Regions from separate parts of the Mus musculus genome. Here all the other regions are linked to region 1. The links are chromatin contacts, called in public Hi-C and HiChIP or PLAC-seq maps. All regions are on one chromosome and are shown on one strand. Each heading gives the region's core, a stretch centred on a gene start, on an enhancer-like site or on the middle of the called end of the contact. The rest is flanking DNA. Distances are from core to core; before and after follow the strand shown.

Evidence for each region. HiChIP or PLAC-seq counts read pairs in DNA pulled down with a chosen protein or histone mark. Hi-C and Micro-C count contacts between places; a contact is called where the count stands out from the background.
Region 2: a contact with region 1 is called in a RAD21 HiChIP or PLAC-seq map of pro-B cells, with 73 times the contacts expected there. The contact joins two enhancer-like sites. A contact is called at or near these places in 2 of 15 datasets of contacts at CTCF or cohesin (large pre-B cells and pro-B cells), 3 of 484 Hi-C or Micro-C datasets (double positive thymocytes, large pre-B cells and liver), 4 of 115 datasets of contacts at active chromatin or transcription factors (the 230-238 cell line, DN3 thymocytes, T-cell acute lymphoblastic leukemia and 1 more) and 2 of 9 other capture datasets (embryonic tail and embryonic trunk).
Region 3: a contact with region 1 is called in a Hi-C map of the Ba/F3 cell line, with 4 times the contacts expected there. The contact joins two enhancer-like sites. A contact is called at or near these places in 1 of 15 datasets of contacts at CTCF or cohesin (pro-B cells), 3 of 484 Hi-C or Micro-C datasets (the Ba/F3 cell line, the HPC-7 cell line and group 2 innate lymphoid cells), 2 of 115 datasets of contacts at active chromatin or transcription factors (T-cell acute lymphoblastic leukemia and double positive thymocytes) and 1 of 9 other capture datasets (embryonic tail).

What each region holds. Positions count from the first base shown.
Region 1 is chr4:6,899,719-6,904,683 of GRCm38.p6, forward strand. All of the region lies in intron 1 of Tox (thymocyte selection-associated high mobility group box), which reads right to left. Among named protein-coding and RNA genes, the nearest start is that of Tox, 89 kb to the right of the region's middle. Within about 2 kb of position 2,558, at least 45 of the 459 cell types and tissues checked have an H3K27ac peak or open chromatin away from gene starts, as enhancers often do. A contact at or near this core is called in the Ba/F3 cell line, T-cell acute lymphoblastic leukemia and pro-B cells, where this site is marked.
Region 2 is chr4:8,003,389-8,008,353 of GRCm38.p6, forward strand. No RefSeq gene overlaps it. Among named protein-coding and RNA genes, the nearest start is that of Gm23860, 180 kb to the left of the region's middle. Within about 2 kb of position 1,948, at least 2 of the 459 cell types and tissues checked have an H3K27ac peak or open chromatin away from gene starts, as enhancers often do. A contact at or near this core is called in pro-B cells, where this site is marked.
Region 3 is chr4:7,985,555-7,990,519 of GRCm38.p6, forward strand. No RefSeq gene overlaps it. Among named protein-coding and RNA genes, the nearest start is that of Gm23860, 170 kb to the left of the region's middle. Within about 2 kb of position 1,972, at least 27 of the 459 cell types and tissues checked have an H3K27ac peak or open chromatin away from gene starts, as enhancers often do. A contact at or near this core is called in the Ba/F3 cell line and T-cell acute lymphoblastic leukemia, where this site is marked.

The sequences.
Region 1 (4,965 bases), core at 1,308-3,807:
TAGCTGAATAATAAGCAGCTACAAAACTAGGTCAGGGTTGAAAAGCTGGCTCCGAATGCCCCTCCCCCAACATGCAAAATAAATACCCCACTATCTCTGAATAGAAATCATTCTTTTGTTATGCCCTTTGTCAAGAATACATTATTGCAAAATGATATTTATTTCCACAATCTTCACAGCTGTGAGCACAACTAAATTAATCTTTCTAGAACTGATTTCATTTGCAATTTCATGATTACAATTATAAAATGTAAATTTATTACTTAAAAAAGAAATGATTATAAAAGACATAGATTTAAAAAAAGACAGTTCCTTATCTGTTGGCTTGTTTCACTTAATACTAATGAAATAAATAGCTGACTAACCCTGGGATAAAAACAAACAGTCTGAAGATGGTTGTAAAATATGGGAAATGAAAGCTAGGAAGACAATTTTAAAAAAGCAGCCCTTTTAATGCAGAGCATACAGGAATCATATGGCTTAAGGAAAGACCAGAACACTGCCTGTTGTTGCAGTGAGGTTGATACTCATGGTCAGCCTTCTGAAGTGTTTCTGTTGCTCCATGGCATTAAATACAAAACATACTTGGGTGCTACTGATCTTTCCCCACCTGCAGCTTTCAGTTTTATTCTCTTAAATGTTAAATGCTAGAAAGCCATTTTCAGACTGTTTAATATTGATGACCCAAATAATAGATTCATTTATAGAAATCCATATTTACAAGATTTCTTTTCTTTTTAGCAGAAATTAGTCAATAGATTGGTATTTTCTTCTTTAAATATATTGTTTCTTATAATTAATATCCACATGTCTACTGTGTGCAGTGAATTATTCTGGGTGCTAAGACATACAACAATGTAAAAGTAAGCATTATCCAATTATGCTAGTTAAAGCACTAATGACAGGATTGGATTTTTGTTTTATTTGGTTTTCAATAACCAGGAGAAAATAAACCATCTACCTTACAAAATGTCTTTATTTGCGTAACTTCTCTCCCAAACAAAAATAATCTATTTCTTAAAAATATCAATTTAATTTTCCCCATTTAAAAACATGACTTGTGAGTCCAGGCAAATACAATTAGCACATGCATTTTATTAAATATATTCAAGTGTCAAATGCCTATTTATGGAAAGACCACTAATGATAACTTAGGCTCAACTAAAAATGAATGTCAATAAATGGTTCTATAAGCACTTACGCTCATAATAGATGCAATAGCATCTCTGAATAAATATTAACATGTAAAACTGCTATTTATCATGTCAACGCAATCAATAGAGACCATATTTCTGGACTAGGAATGCATCAGTAATCTTTCTGCATTTGCCCGAAATCACAAAGCAAAAATGCAAGCACTGTCACAAGACATTTATTGTATTCAATTGGATCCAAACTGGTTGCTGTGGAAAAGGCAATTTAAGCTCGTGCAACAAAATAGTCTATGTATATATGAATAAATTATTTTTACTATGATTCCTTTCTATTTTCTTTACCTGCCTAAGATGCAGATTTTCAATAAGAGACTCCTACAGCTTAGTAGAGTGTGAGTCTGGTAGACTTCTGAGTCACTCTCCCACTCAAATCATTAGCTGCCCCCTCGATTATCATGAAGGATAATACACTGTTGAGGGTGTCTATATTGCTTCTTTACTGTTCACAGCTACAATCACCTCCATGAGAAAGGCAGACTTCTTTCCTTTAAGAGTCCATTTTTCTTTTTACCTCTGGGAGGCGTGATACCTCCATCAGGCTGCTGGGGACCAGCACCTTTCCACTACAGTCACTGCTTTCTGCAGTAGTTGCAATGAACATCTGCTGCTATCACACTGAGGCGGTTAGAGACTCATACTACTGTGTTTGGAAATAAATGAATTTGGAAAGGCCATGTCCATGCACACTGTACTTTGATCTCACTCCTCCTTCACTTCCCCTTCTTCTCTCTCCTTCTCCATCTCTCTTTGTCTCTCTATCTCTCTCTGTCTTAATATCTCTCTCTCCCTCCCTTCTCCCTCCCTCTCTCTCTTCAGCTTGCATACTACCCTAAGAAATTTGCCTTTCTTTGTCTTTCTCCAGTGTCTCTCAAAACACCAACACACTGTCCCTGGCACCATATCATCCCCTAGAGGGAGACAGGCATAACAAGTGAGCTTTGCTGCTTAATTGTAAAGCTTTGAGGTCACTTTAAAACTAGTATTTAATGACTTGCTCTCCTTTGCTAAGGGTGCCCTTGAGATAATTTTCATAGAGGCATGCTGTTATTAAACACCTGTTAGATGCTAGATTTCTCAGAAGAATGAGACACACTCTTTATAACTTAAGTAAACGAAATAAACAAGAACAATGGTATTAAATGCCTGATGGACATTATAATAGGACATGCTTCTTACACTGGTTTTAAACTGTAATTTACCAGGTCATATTATTCTGAATATTATATTACAAATTCGGAGCAGGTGTTTAAAGCTATTTTCCTACTTGATTAGATGTTAACTCATTCTCTCTGCATAACTGAAGCTTTGCTTCAGATCTTCTGATAACAGAAACGGAAGCTGGGAAACCACAGCTCAATAATAAGGTGAATGGAAAAAGAGTTGGTTTCCGTCTCTCGCAACTGCTTTCCTTCATGTGTTCCACTCAAAAAGAAAAAGAGAGAGTGTGCGTTCTCGATTGTACCAACAACCATGGCATAAAGGCTAAGCACACCTGACTGCTTTGCACTCCCTAGTGGCATAAAAGCTTCAGTTTCGAAAGGTTTTCAAGTAATCTAAATTTTTAAAAATTTTCTCTAAGACCATAAGTTGCAAGTCAAGACTGTGTGAACTCATAACGCCACGTAGTCCGTTGAAATTGTTCTAACAACTAACATGGTGATGTTCCAAGGAAAACTGCAGTTGTCAGATGTCCTTGAATGGCAGCCTCACATGCTCCTCAGAGAAGCTGAGTCAGTTTCATGGACAAGGGTCTAAGTGAAGAGAAAACATCTGAAGCACCTGCATAGGAAGGCAGGGCAGGCGTTGGAAGGATCTCCCTTTCTGCCCTTACCCTTGACCTTAACCCTTGGGTTCGGTGACGCAGAAGAGCCCTCACATTTCACTCTAGGATAAAGAATATTCTAGAATAACAACTTTCAAGGTGGGCTGCGCTGTGGATAAAACATCCTTGGACAGACTCAAGATGCTGGGCCTGTGAGGTCATGCTGAGGTAAATGGCATGAGCATTTTTGCTGAAAGATTTTCCAGGCTTCCTGAGTGACACCGAAAGGTCCAGATGCACACAAACCACTTGCTGGCCTCCCCTCCATGCTGCCCTGGACTGTAGGGAGAGCTAACTCTGACTATGGGCAGACACTGAGTTTTCACACTGTGGACACAAAAGAATCTGCTTTGGAAATTTTTAAAATAATGTGCTCATAATTAATATCATTCTCGTTAAATGGGGCATTGAATTACAGGGTAGTCAATAATCCTACTGTAACCACTCAGGACCAAAAACAAATGTAATTTTATTCCTTTTTACACCACTGAGCATTTTTTAAAGAAACAGATCATCCTGTGTAGTTTGTGCAGGATTGATTCAACTAGATATTGTAACCTATCAACGACTCCTGAGACTTCTGTTTATAATTTTTACTTAGGTAAATCCTGATTAATTTTCTCAGCAGGATGCATTCTTTGCCTACATGAATAGTAAGCTCTCATTCACTTCTCTCAGTGATATGAATTTGGACCATAAGCTTTTTCACATCGAAAGGTCTATAAAATATCGCTGCTGTATTATTTTCAGAGTTCTGCATTTCCAACCTGCCTGGTCAAGAGATTTGTTAGTCTTCAGCACTGAATCTGAATTATTAGCAAATAAGGAAGCCGAAAAACAACAAAAGGGCCCACAACCCTGATCTTATCAAAATAATTATGAACCTTAATGTTCCACTAGGCACCAGGAGAAAGACAATGTGGTACAAAGGCGCACAGTAATGGAAATAGACAGAAGTAGGCCAGCGCTCTGCTTTTAACAGTAGATACTTACTGCTGCGGAAACTACAAGACAATGAAAGACTGCCCAGCCAAAAATGAGATTTTACTTTGTGTCTCAACTGTAACGTGCTTATAGCATAACGGAAAGAAATGCTCATTTCCTAGGTGTCTTTTCCCACAGGCACATCGTCACTTGGAGCAGGCAAACAGTAACCACACATGGAGGTGTGGCTTCAGCCAGTGCAGTAGGAATGCGCTTCCTGTGTGTGCTTTCCTCTTGTAGTCATTGCACAGCATCACCTTACTTAACGGCTGGTTATTTAATATGTCTATGGTTTGGCTATTGAACATTTGGGAGATTGATTTGCTATATAAAAGCATTTCTTCTCATAAAACTTGGCTGTAGCTCTATGATTCTTCTTTCTTTAAATTCGAGTGATAAGTTGATAAATAGAAAATAACTGATGAGTGCATAGTAGGTGCTGTTTGTGGAAAATAAGCAAAAGAGTGCATGAATATTTATTTCATCATGAGCCATTTTGACAATGGTAATTTTCATCCCAGCTTGGAAGGGTGTACAAGCTGAGCTTCCCTAATCTGAAAATCCAAACTCAAAATGGTATAAGATCTGCGATGTCTTAAACTAACATAAAACAGGTGAAAAGTTTATATCAGCAAACACTTTCACATGCAAAATTATGAAAGATACTATAAAATTTCAATGCTACATGTGAGGAATACAAAAAATATTAGTGAATTTCATATTTAGATATGAGACCCATGTACAAGATAGCTCGTGTATATGTAATGTTGCAAGATCTGAAGACACTCAAGTTTCTAAAATACTTCTAATCCCAAAGCATTTGGAAACTGGGTACTCAATTTAGCTCAGGGATTTTAAACAGGTGGATTAAGGACTAGCCTTTATAATCAACTACTGACTTTGTTTCAGAAATTGTATTAAGCTATTACTAATACTTAATTTACT
Region 2 (4,965 bases), core at 698-3,197, 1.1 Mb after region 1:
AAATAACAGCTAATGACACTCTTCTATACTCATAGATCAGTACCTCATTCATCCATTAGCAAAGAAACGTCCTCTTGCAGTAGATGAGAGCTAACATGGAGACAAATGGACAATGTGCAAAGAGTGAGAGACCTTGAAGCACTCAATCCTAAATTGGGTGTCTTCATCAAGGCCTCAAGACTGAAGAATCTATCCTGAAGATGAAGTAGAAAGATTGTAAGAGCCAGAGATAATGGAGAACTGTCTTCCAGACAAGCAAGACTGATGCACGTATGAACTCATAGAGACTGTGGTATTATGCATATGTCTGCACAGATATAAGGCAGATGAGGTCCCAGCACTTAGTAGAACTAGTGGACATGGGGTCCCACCCTTAGTCAAGAAGCTATCCACAATTGATACCTGCTGACAAAGGGAAAATCAGTCTTGTCCAGTGACGTGACACTGGGTGTATCACCCATACTGCAGTGAAGTGACACTGGGTATATCACCCACACTGCAAGGCAGGACCCATGCCCAGGCATACTGGACCACCACAGAAGGAGCGCAATGCTATTTTTGTTTCATGTTGCTTTATTTTGACATGTCTTGTCTCATTGGCCTTTTGCTGGGTTAATTTTTTTTTTTTTATTTTTGTGTTGTTTGGAGGGCAAGGATTGGGTTTCTTGTTCTGTTGTTGTTATTTGTTTATTTTTGAAAGAGAGAAAAGCATAACGTTGAAGTGAATAGGAGAAACTGGGAGAAGGGAAAACATGATCAAATATATTGAATTTTTTTCAAAAACAAAGGAAGAAGCACTCTTCAAGGGGAGTGGTGTTTTGCCACTGGCATTATTTGGACTAGCCGGTTCAGGGTGGTTAATCTCTGGGGCAAAACCTGATGTTTCCTTTGACAATCTACAACTCCTCGCAGCTGTCCCCAGTGCTCACTTTTTTCACAATTTTACAAATATGCCTGTGTTGCTCAGCCTCAAAGATTAAAATGTAATGAGGCTAAAACATTATAATGTAAAAATGAAATAAAATGTTAGTGTTCTTTAGGAAAGAATCTTTCATGACACTAGCCATATTGTTGATGCAGTAGAGAATTACCACCCCCCCCCTTTTTTTTTGGAGAAAACTGTTTCTACATTTAGAAAGCATACAGCTAACTCTTGATGTCTGGTTATTTCTGTTTTTAAGCTGGAATATTTAGACTACTTTATTTCACATATTCATTGACATATTTGGATGTAAGTCTGTGCATTTCCTACGTGATCCATTCTTCATTCCTCTCCACCAAGGAATTCTGCATTAACTGAGTAATTCTTTCATCACATCCCATCCTTGATATCTCTGACTCAACATATGTATTTACTAATGTGACTGCTGGACAGTTTGTAGCATGAATATCTACAATAACTTAGCACAAGTTGCTTTCAAGTGAGAACCTCTTCATGCATAGCACATGTTTCTCCCTCTGTACCATTCTTTGTCCCATTGCTACTAATCTTACAGTGTACAGTATTGCTTTTGATCGAAATTGACAAGAATATTTTAAGGACATAAAAAATATCAGAGGAAATGGCATTTTATATTTTTCTCTTCATATTCACCATATCTGGCATTATTTCATTATAAAACTGTTTCTACTTGTATCGTTTCCCTCAAGCCAGGAGAACTTTCTTTCACACTGCTTATAGTGCAAGATTATTGGCAATGAATTCTCTCAGCTGTAGTTTTATTGAAATAAAAATGGGTTTTCTAAGGAACATTTTAAGGGAATACAGAATATCAATTTGACAGTCCCCTCCTCTGACATTTTGAAGCTGTGTACTGTTGTCATCCGGATTGCAAATTTTTCATAAGAACTCTGAAATTATTTTCATCTGTGCTCCTATGGACAGTGATCCCTGATAGGGGGCAATTTTCTCCCCAAGGGAAATAGACAGCATCTGCAGACACTTTGATTGCCACTGAGGGGTGTTGTTACTGCCATCTAGTGGGCAAAGGTGAAGGATGTTGCTAAACATTCTCAATACAAGAATGCTCCCTCAATCAAGGAATTATCTGCACATTTCCTACAGTGCTGAAGCTGAGGACCCTTGCAGTGTGGAAAGTGTGTCCATTTTAATAAGAATCATTTCCATATTTTTGTATTTCTCACTGACTTTAAAAACATTTGATTGTGATTAATTTTTCTTCATATATTTAAGCCTTACCCTTTTCATTAAGATGAGAAATACTTTGGTCATTATCTGCAAGGATTTCTTCTACCCATCATCCCTTCTCTCTCCTTCTGAAACTCTATTACATATATTGTAGCCACTCGGTCTTAGCTCACACATGCTTAAGAAGGCCACTCAGCCATTCCCTCCACCCTCTTCTCCTTCCTTCTGCATTAGATTTCTAGTGTCAAGCTCATTTTAACTGCTTGCTTTATTTTTTCATAATATACAGTAAATTCAATATTTAGTATCTGAAATTTTCATTTGCCTCTATTTTCTATCATCTGTGTCTTTTCTCGTGTTCATCTTTTAACATATATACACTTAAACATTGTCATAAACACTGTTTTAAAATTCCTCTTTGAGAATAGAAAGATAAAGAATCGTTCCTCACTGGGCACAGTTACAGATAGACAGGAATCCAGCATGCTGTCCTACTAAGATAACTATAGATTACATATTGCACATTTAAAGCTCTAGAAGAAAATATTCTGAAAGTTTTCACCATAAAGAAAGGATAAATGTTGAAAAGATAAATACTTTAACACAAAATAATATATTAATATGTACAAGTTTTGACTTTGTGGATCAGTTGAAAATAAATACAAAAATAAAAACAATAGGGAAAACTAATAGAAGTCAACATATGTATATATCCTAAAGATTCTTATTTGTGGGAGTACTGTCATTTTACTTTGCTGGTGTGTGTGTGTGTGTGTGTGTGTGTGTGTGTGCGTGTGTGTGTGTGTTTTAAATCACCCCATTTTCCCATAGTGCTGAGGAGTGAACCCAGGGTTTTAAACATTAAACAAGCACTCTAACACACTCCCAGTCTTTTCTTCCTGCATTTTGTTGGTATATATTAATTACACAAATCATGGGTTTAATAAAATTCTCCATATAGCATGTACTAATTAGCCCATGTTACCATCTCCTGTTTCCCTCTACCTGCCCCCATTCATTCTTTCCCACATTCCAGTCTCTCTTCTACTTTCACGTTTTTTACATTGAAATTAGAACACCTCATCTGAGAGAAAAAGTGAGATTTGTTTTTCTGAGTCTGGCTAAATGGATTTAACTCAATAATCTCCAGTTTAGGCCATTTTCTTGAAAATGACATAGTTTAACTTTCTTTTATTACTGAAAAAAAGTCGCATAATATACATGACCTCGTTTTCTCTACTCATTCATCTCTTGGTGGATGTGTAGTCTGAGTAAACAATCATTATTAATAGTGTTGCAGTAAAAAGGAGTAGGAAGACATTTCCATCGCATGGTGACTTGTGGGTTGCCCTGGTGCTGTTTGTATTCTGATGTGAATTCTGCTTCCTCAAGAGGAATCACATACTCAGGTGATTTCATGTGAACTTTCTTCCCATTCTAACTGGTTGAATAAAGGCTAGAGCCTGTTATTGGGCAGTGGAAGGGAAAGGTGGGGCTGGAGGTCTTAGAGAATGGAGGAAGAGAAAGGGAAGGACAGAGGAAGAAGAGATGGAAGGAAGATGGAGCAGAACTGCATGGCCTGGAGAAGCCACAAGTAGCAAGGGATCTCATAGCTGGGGAATATAGTAGTGTAGTGGTAGACCTGCCCAATCTAGGCATTCAAATCATAAATATAATAACTGTACTGTGTATTTTTTACATGGGCTTATTGGGGTTGGAGATTTACTGCACCACTGCAGACTCTAAGAGGCCACAGATGCCAGTTCAGATTACTATACCAAGAAAAACTTATCACCATAGATGGAGAAAAAAAATATTCCATGATAAATCTAAATTTAAACAATATTTATCTACAAATCCAGGCCCGTAGAAGGTGCTAGAACATAACAATTCCAACAATGTCAGCTATGATGACAACAACAACAAAAAAAACCTTCTAATCTTACGAGGTTAACTACATCCATAAAAACACAGAGAGTAGTCTCAGAAAAGCAAAATCAAAGAAGACAAATGCATGTATGTGAGTGGGCATGTGTGCATGTACACATGCACAAACATACAACACACACATGCACACACACTCACACACCACCACTACCACCACCACCACCACCACCAATGTCAACAAAATTACAGGAATCAATCACTGGCCATTGACATCAACAGATTCAATTCCCCAATAAAAACACAGTGACTTACAGAATGGATGCAAAAACAAAATCCACATTTCTGCTGCTTTCCAAGAACATACTTCACGGTTTAACATTATCTCAGGCTAAATAGCTGGAAAAAAAGATATTCTAAGAAATATGATCTAAATAAAACTGTTGTGGCCATTTAAATATCTAAATAGAATTCAAATGAAAACTAATCAGAAGAGATAGGAAAGGATATGCCATACTCATCAAAGGAAAAATCCAACAAGATGGCATTTCAACTTATAACATCTAAGTCCCAAACACAGGAGCACCTAGGTTTGTAAAAGAAACCCCGTTACAGCTTAAACTACATATGGAAGACTTCAGTATTGACCACACTGCTGGTGATAGAATGCAGCACCCCTCTCACCAGTAGGCCTGCCATCCAAATGAAACTAACCACAGACATGCTGGCAATAACTGACATTTAAAATCAAATGGACCTAACAGGTATTTACAGAACAATTCACCCAAACACAAAAGAATATTCCTTCTACTCTGCACCTCATGCAATTATCTCCAAAATTTACCCACAAAATAAAATACAAACCAAGTCTTACAGGGACAAGAATATAGACCCCTTACAAAGTCATAGAAATTGAACAAATCTCTATGGAT
Region 3 (4,965 bases), core at 722-3,221, 1.1 Mb after region 1:
TCTGTGACTGGGGCCCCAAGCCCAGGCCTCCATTTGCTGCCTCCAGCGTCTGCAAAGCTCCTAAGGAGGGCACTTTACAACTTTTATACTTATGAACAGTACCATTCAAGCCAAAACTCTGACTCCAAATTGGCCCAACCAAATCCCACCCTTTGTAAGTGAAGGAGCCGTGCATGGCAGTCTGCTTTCACGGTCTACACTTCATAAAACAATCAACTGAATGATGAACTGTTCACAATCTTTTGACGTTGCAGACCCCTTTAGCTCCTTGGGTACTTTCTCTAGCTCCTCCATTGGGGGCCCTGTGATCCATCCAATAGCTGACTGTGAGCATTCACTTCTGTGTTTGCCAGGCTCCGGCATAGCCTTACAAGAGATAGCTATATCAGGGTCCTTTCAGCAAAATCTTGCTGGTGTATGCAATGGTGTCAGCGTTTAGAGGCTGATTATGGGATGGATTCCCGGATATGGCAGTCTCTAGATAGTCTATCCTTTTGTCTCAGCTCCAATCTTTGTCTCTGTAACTCCTTCCATGGGTGTTTTGTTCCCAATTCTAAGAAGGGGCAAAGTGGCACATTTCTTACTCTCTCATTTTACAGAGGAAGTTCCATTCTCAGTCAAAATGAACACACTCACAACTAGTCACTCAGCTTTGCATTTTGTTCTTGTGGGAAACAGAGTTATAAATCCCATCTTAACGAGCATAAATCTGTGGTTGGATTAATGATGATAGCATCACAATATATAGAAAATGAGAATCCATAAAGTGAGAGGCCAGTGACTGAGAGGGCATATCATGGTTGCCCTGTTACTAAGTGAAAGCGAGCATTTTGGAGAGTAAAGAGTCAGCTCCCACTCCCTCCCCCTCCACCCCCACTCAGTCATCACACCAGCCCTCATTCCCTCTTGGCACTGTTAGCTTCTCATAATGCAAAACATTTCTTCATTTTCAGCAGATAATACTTTCAGTGAAAAGGTAATTTTTTTGAAGTCTATTACTGGCATTCTTAGTGAACAGCACAATGTAGCATTTTGTTCTAATATGCTATTGAAATTGTTTGAGTAGGTACAGCATGGAATCAAATACAGAATGTCAAAATGGTTTCCATTAACTATGCACATTCGCGCCGCTTCCCCTAATGGCCACGTTTTTGTTCTTCTTTCTTCATCTTTGCGTCTATAAGATGAAGTGATTGAGTTGATGTAACTGAAAAGTGCGTGGGGAAGGGAAAGAGGAAATGACAAAAGCATCACGCCGCAATTCCACCCACATGCTTTACTCTGTAATGAAGTTTAATAACGACACAAAGTGACTGCAGTTAAACATCAGTCATCTCGGCAATTGTACTTAATGTGAGTATCTCATACCCAGTAATGTTTTATAGAAACATGGCAGGGACTGTGGTCTACATTGAGCTGAAATGTCATAATGAAATCTTAACTAGATACTATTATTATAATACATATTACGCTAAGAGAAATTTATTTCAACTTGAGAAGATCAAATAAGTGCCATGTTTCTTTCAACAATGTAAGTTCAGAGAAAAATCACTTTGCTTAGAAGAAAGTTTTCCTCCTATGATATACATACCCATTACTTCCAGTAAGTGTGCTGATGTGCCTTTGTAGTCAAGATACAATGAAAAGAAAATGGTTGATTTTTCCTTGATGGAAAATTATTTCTGGAAATAAATTGAATTTTTGGTCCTTATTTAGTAGAGTTCCTTAGCTCCATAATCTGTTTTGAAGAAGAAAGGACATTCCTGCAGGGTAAAGTCTAGCTTCAGCCCTTCACCCGACCTGTGAGCACAGTGTCCAGCTCTGACAGAGCACTGGGAAGCCTGGCTCAGGTAGCCAAGTTTGCTGAGTCATTCTGTAGCAACTGGCTTTAATTCTGTTCCTGATGGTTTGGGCCTGCTGATGACTGCAAAACCAAACATTCTCAGCCCTGAACACTTTCATCTTCTACTGCTCCTCAGTTTCCTCCCCTACCCCGCAGCAGTCACTGCCCACATCAAAAAGGCTTAGCCAGCCTCATGAACCTGTTGTAATTTCAAAATCACATCATAAAAGAAAGATAGTGGAACATTTATTTTCACTTCTGATTTTCCTATCTTCCTAAATGTAGTAGAATGAAAGAAAGATTGAGACAACGCTGCTGCCCATAGCCCAGCATTTCCCTAGTACCCACAGCTCCTTAAAGAGTGATACAGAGCTGGTAAGAGCAACAGACAGAAGTAAGACACTCCTTTTGCTGTGTGTATATTTGGCTAACTTTCCTCCCCAACTAACTCTCAATATTTTCCTTGCTAATGCTGGTTCCTGGGGTATTTTATATTTATATTTCAACATTTTTCACAAATGTTACTAAGCATATCTGAGTTCATGAAACATCTAGGACATTTAGTCTTGCCACCAGATGGCAGTGGAATACTATTCAGATTTTACAAGGAAACCAATGGGCCCAGGAAACTTTGGATAAGTACTACCCACTATGCTATGCCCAGAAATGGCATGTCTTTTCTATGAATATTCAAGAACAATATATTTGTCAAAGGATCTATTGCTATAGCGAAAGATGTGTTTAGCTACTGTTAGTACTGTTACACTACAGCTACATATCAAAGCATAGGAATTGTTTGAATTCATGTTTTATTGTCAATCACAGTTCCCTGAACTGATTTCTCACAGCTGGGATCTTCAGATATGATCTGTTACACAGAATAAAATTGATACTGTCCCTGTAGCTGCTTTTAGATAGGACTATGCCAAGAGGGTAGGGCTTCCAAGATGATCTCCCAAGTGCCCATGTGGCTCCCATACAAATTACAATGTTGCTTGGTAACCAGCTGATTGTTTAAGTGTGCATAGGGCTTCTGTTTTCCTCACTTGTGTGGATGTTTCATTAACCTAGCCACATCATGTGTGAGGGCAGAATGGAACATTCCAACAGATTTAGAAAAGGATCCACAGAGCCACAAACACAACATCAGAAATTCTCCAGATATAATATACATAATAAATCTGTATCAAATTACAAACAAGTCAAATGGTTCTGACAAAGTTCATAAAATTCAAAAAAAAAAAAAAAAAAGAGCATTTAGCTTCTCACCAGATACTTTAATCTGTGCGCAGTAGGACACAGATCCCAGGTTAATCTGTGCGTAGTAGGACACAAATCCCAGGTTCTGGCCTTATGACTTCAAGACTTAAAATTCAATTTATTAAGAATACTCATGATCAAACCATCTCAAGGGATAATTGAACTAACAGAAGAAAAAGTCGAGGTTATGGTTGTAACTCAGTGGTAGGATTCTTCCCTACAAGGTCTTAGGTTCGCTTCTCAGGACTGCAAAATGAAAAAAAGAGAGATGCCAGATGAGAGATCAGCAGTTTACAAAGACAGACCTACCTAGCGTATGAGTGAAAGCTACTTACCAAGTCAATCTTGTAAACAAATCCTCCTCCCACAAAAAAGTTATGAAGTCAGAGATCCTTTTGTGAGCACAATTCTGGAAGAATGGAAGCTGGGTACTCTCAAGGGATATTTCCATTAAGCCTAATGAAGTCCCCTTTGCTCATCTATAAGCATGTCTATCTTAAGAACTGCCTCAGTTCTTGCAATTCAGAATCATTGCCTCTCTATGAGTCCAGAGAAATGCCAGTACGATATGGATTTCACCAGAAAAGATTACAAACAAAGAACAAAAGCCAAAACTTTTCTCCACTTGCAACAAGTAGAAAATTACCAGCCGGGCAGTGTGGCACACACCTTTAATCCCAGCACTTGAGAAGCAGAGGCAGGCAGATTTATGATTTCAAGGCCAGCCAGCCTGGTCTACAGAGTGAGATCCAGGACAGCCAGGGCTACACAGAGAAACCCTGTCTTATAAAAAGAAGAAAGAAAGAAAAAAAAATTACCACTATGGCAACGAATCAGTAATTTTTTCCTAGGATGATATTTATACTTAACATACTTGATTCTGAAAGCTCTGTTGACACACAATGTTGATTCAGTAATGAGGGTACTTGCATTTTTGATCTGATAATCCTCATGGCTCACAGACTGCTGTAGCTGAATTATGCTTTTGTAGTTCAGTTAACATTTGCCAGTGAATGAACCTAAGACTGGAATTCATCAACAATCCCAAATCCATTTCACAGCATTAAACCTAAACATGGCCTTCCATCTTCTGAGGCATTTTATTAGATCACTTACACACAAAATTGATCAACTATGCAAATGTAACTGATATATACTGCCATTAATTCTGGTCTGTTGGAGAACTAGAGACAAAATGGAGAAAGACATTGCTGACACTCACCAATAAGAATCTGTAGTTTTGATTGGATGCTTAATAGGACAAATGTAGGACCTGAGAGGTTAATTATACATATGAATTGTGTAATTATAAAAGCCTGTAGCTCATCCTTTCAAAATTCAACTTATATAGGTAGAATGAAACTTTCTAAAATGATGTTTTTCCTCATGTACATGGCCTGAATTCAGTGTTCTGTTAAATGAGAACACTGAAATATTCTCATGTTTAGTTGGGGTGGGAATTAGTGTTTGTCATATTAAACCAGATTTATTTCTTTAGTACTAGATATCTCATGTGTCAATATTGAAATGTCATTTCTCTAAAACATTGCGAGGCCGTTTACACACTAATTGATTGTCAAAAATGACTATATTTCGAATCACATAGTTCATTTTAGGAACACAATTCTAAATTTATGTTTCACAAGAAAGCATGTGTCGTTTGAATAGTCCACTATCACGCAAAACTCCACATCCTGACTTTGAGTCAGTCACTAAGCCTGCAAAAGGCTAGAAAGCCATCAGAACAAACTGGGATACCAGAGAACTGGAAGTGACTGAAAAGACTTGCGCTTCAGTCAACTGCTTGAAAGGAAAAATTCTTTCTTATGTTGCATGAAATGATTTCTTCTTAAGCCACTATC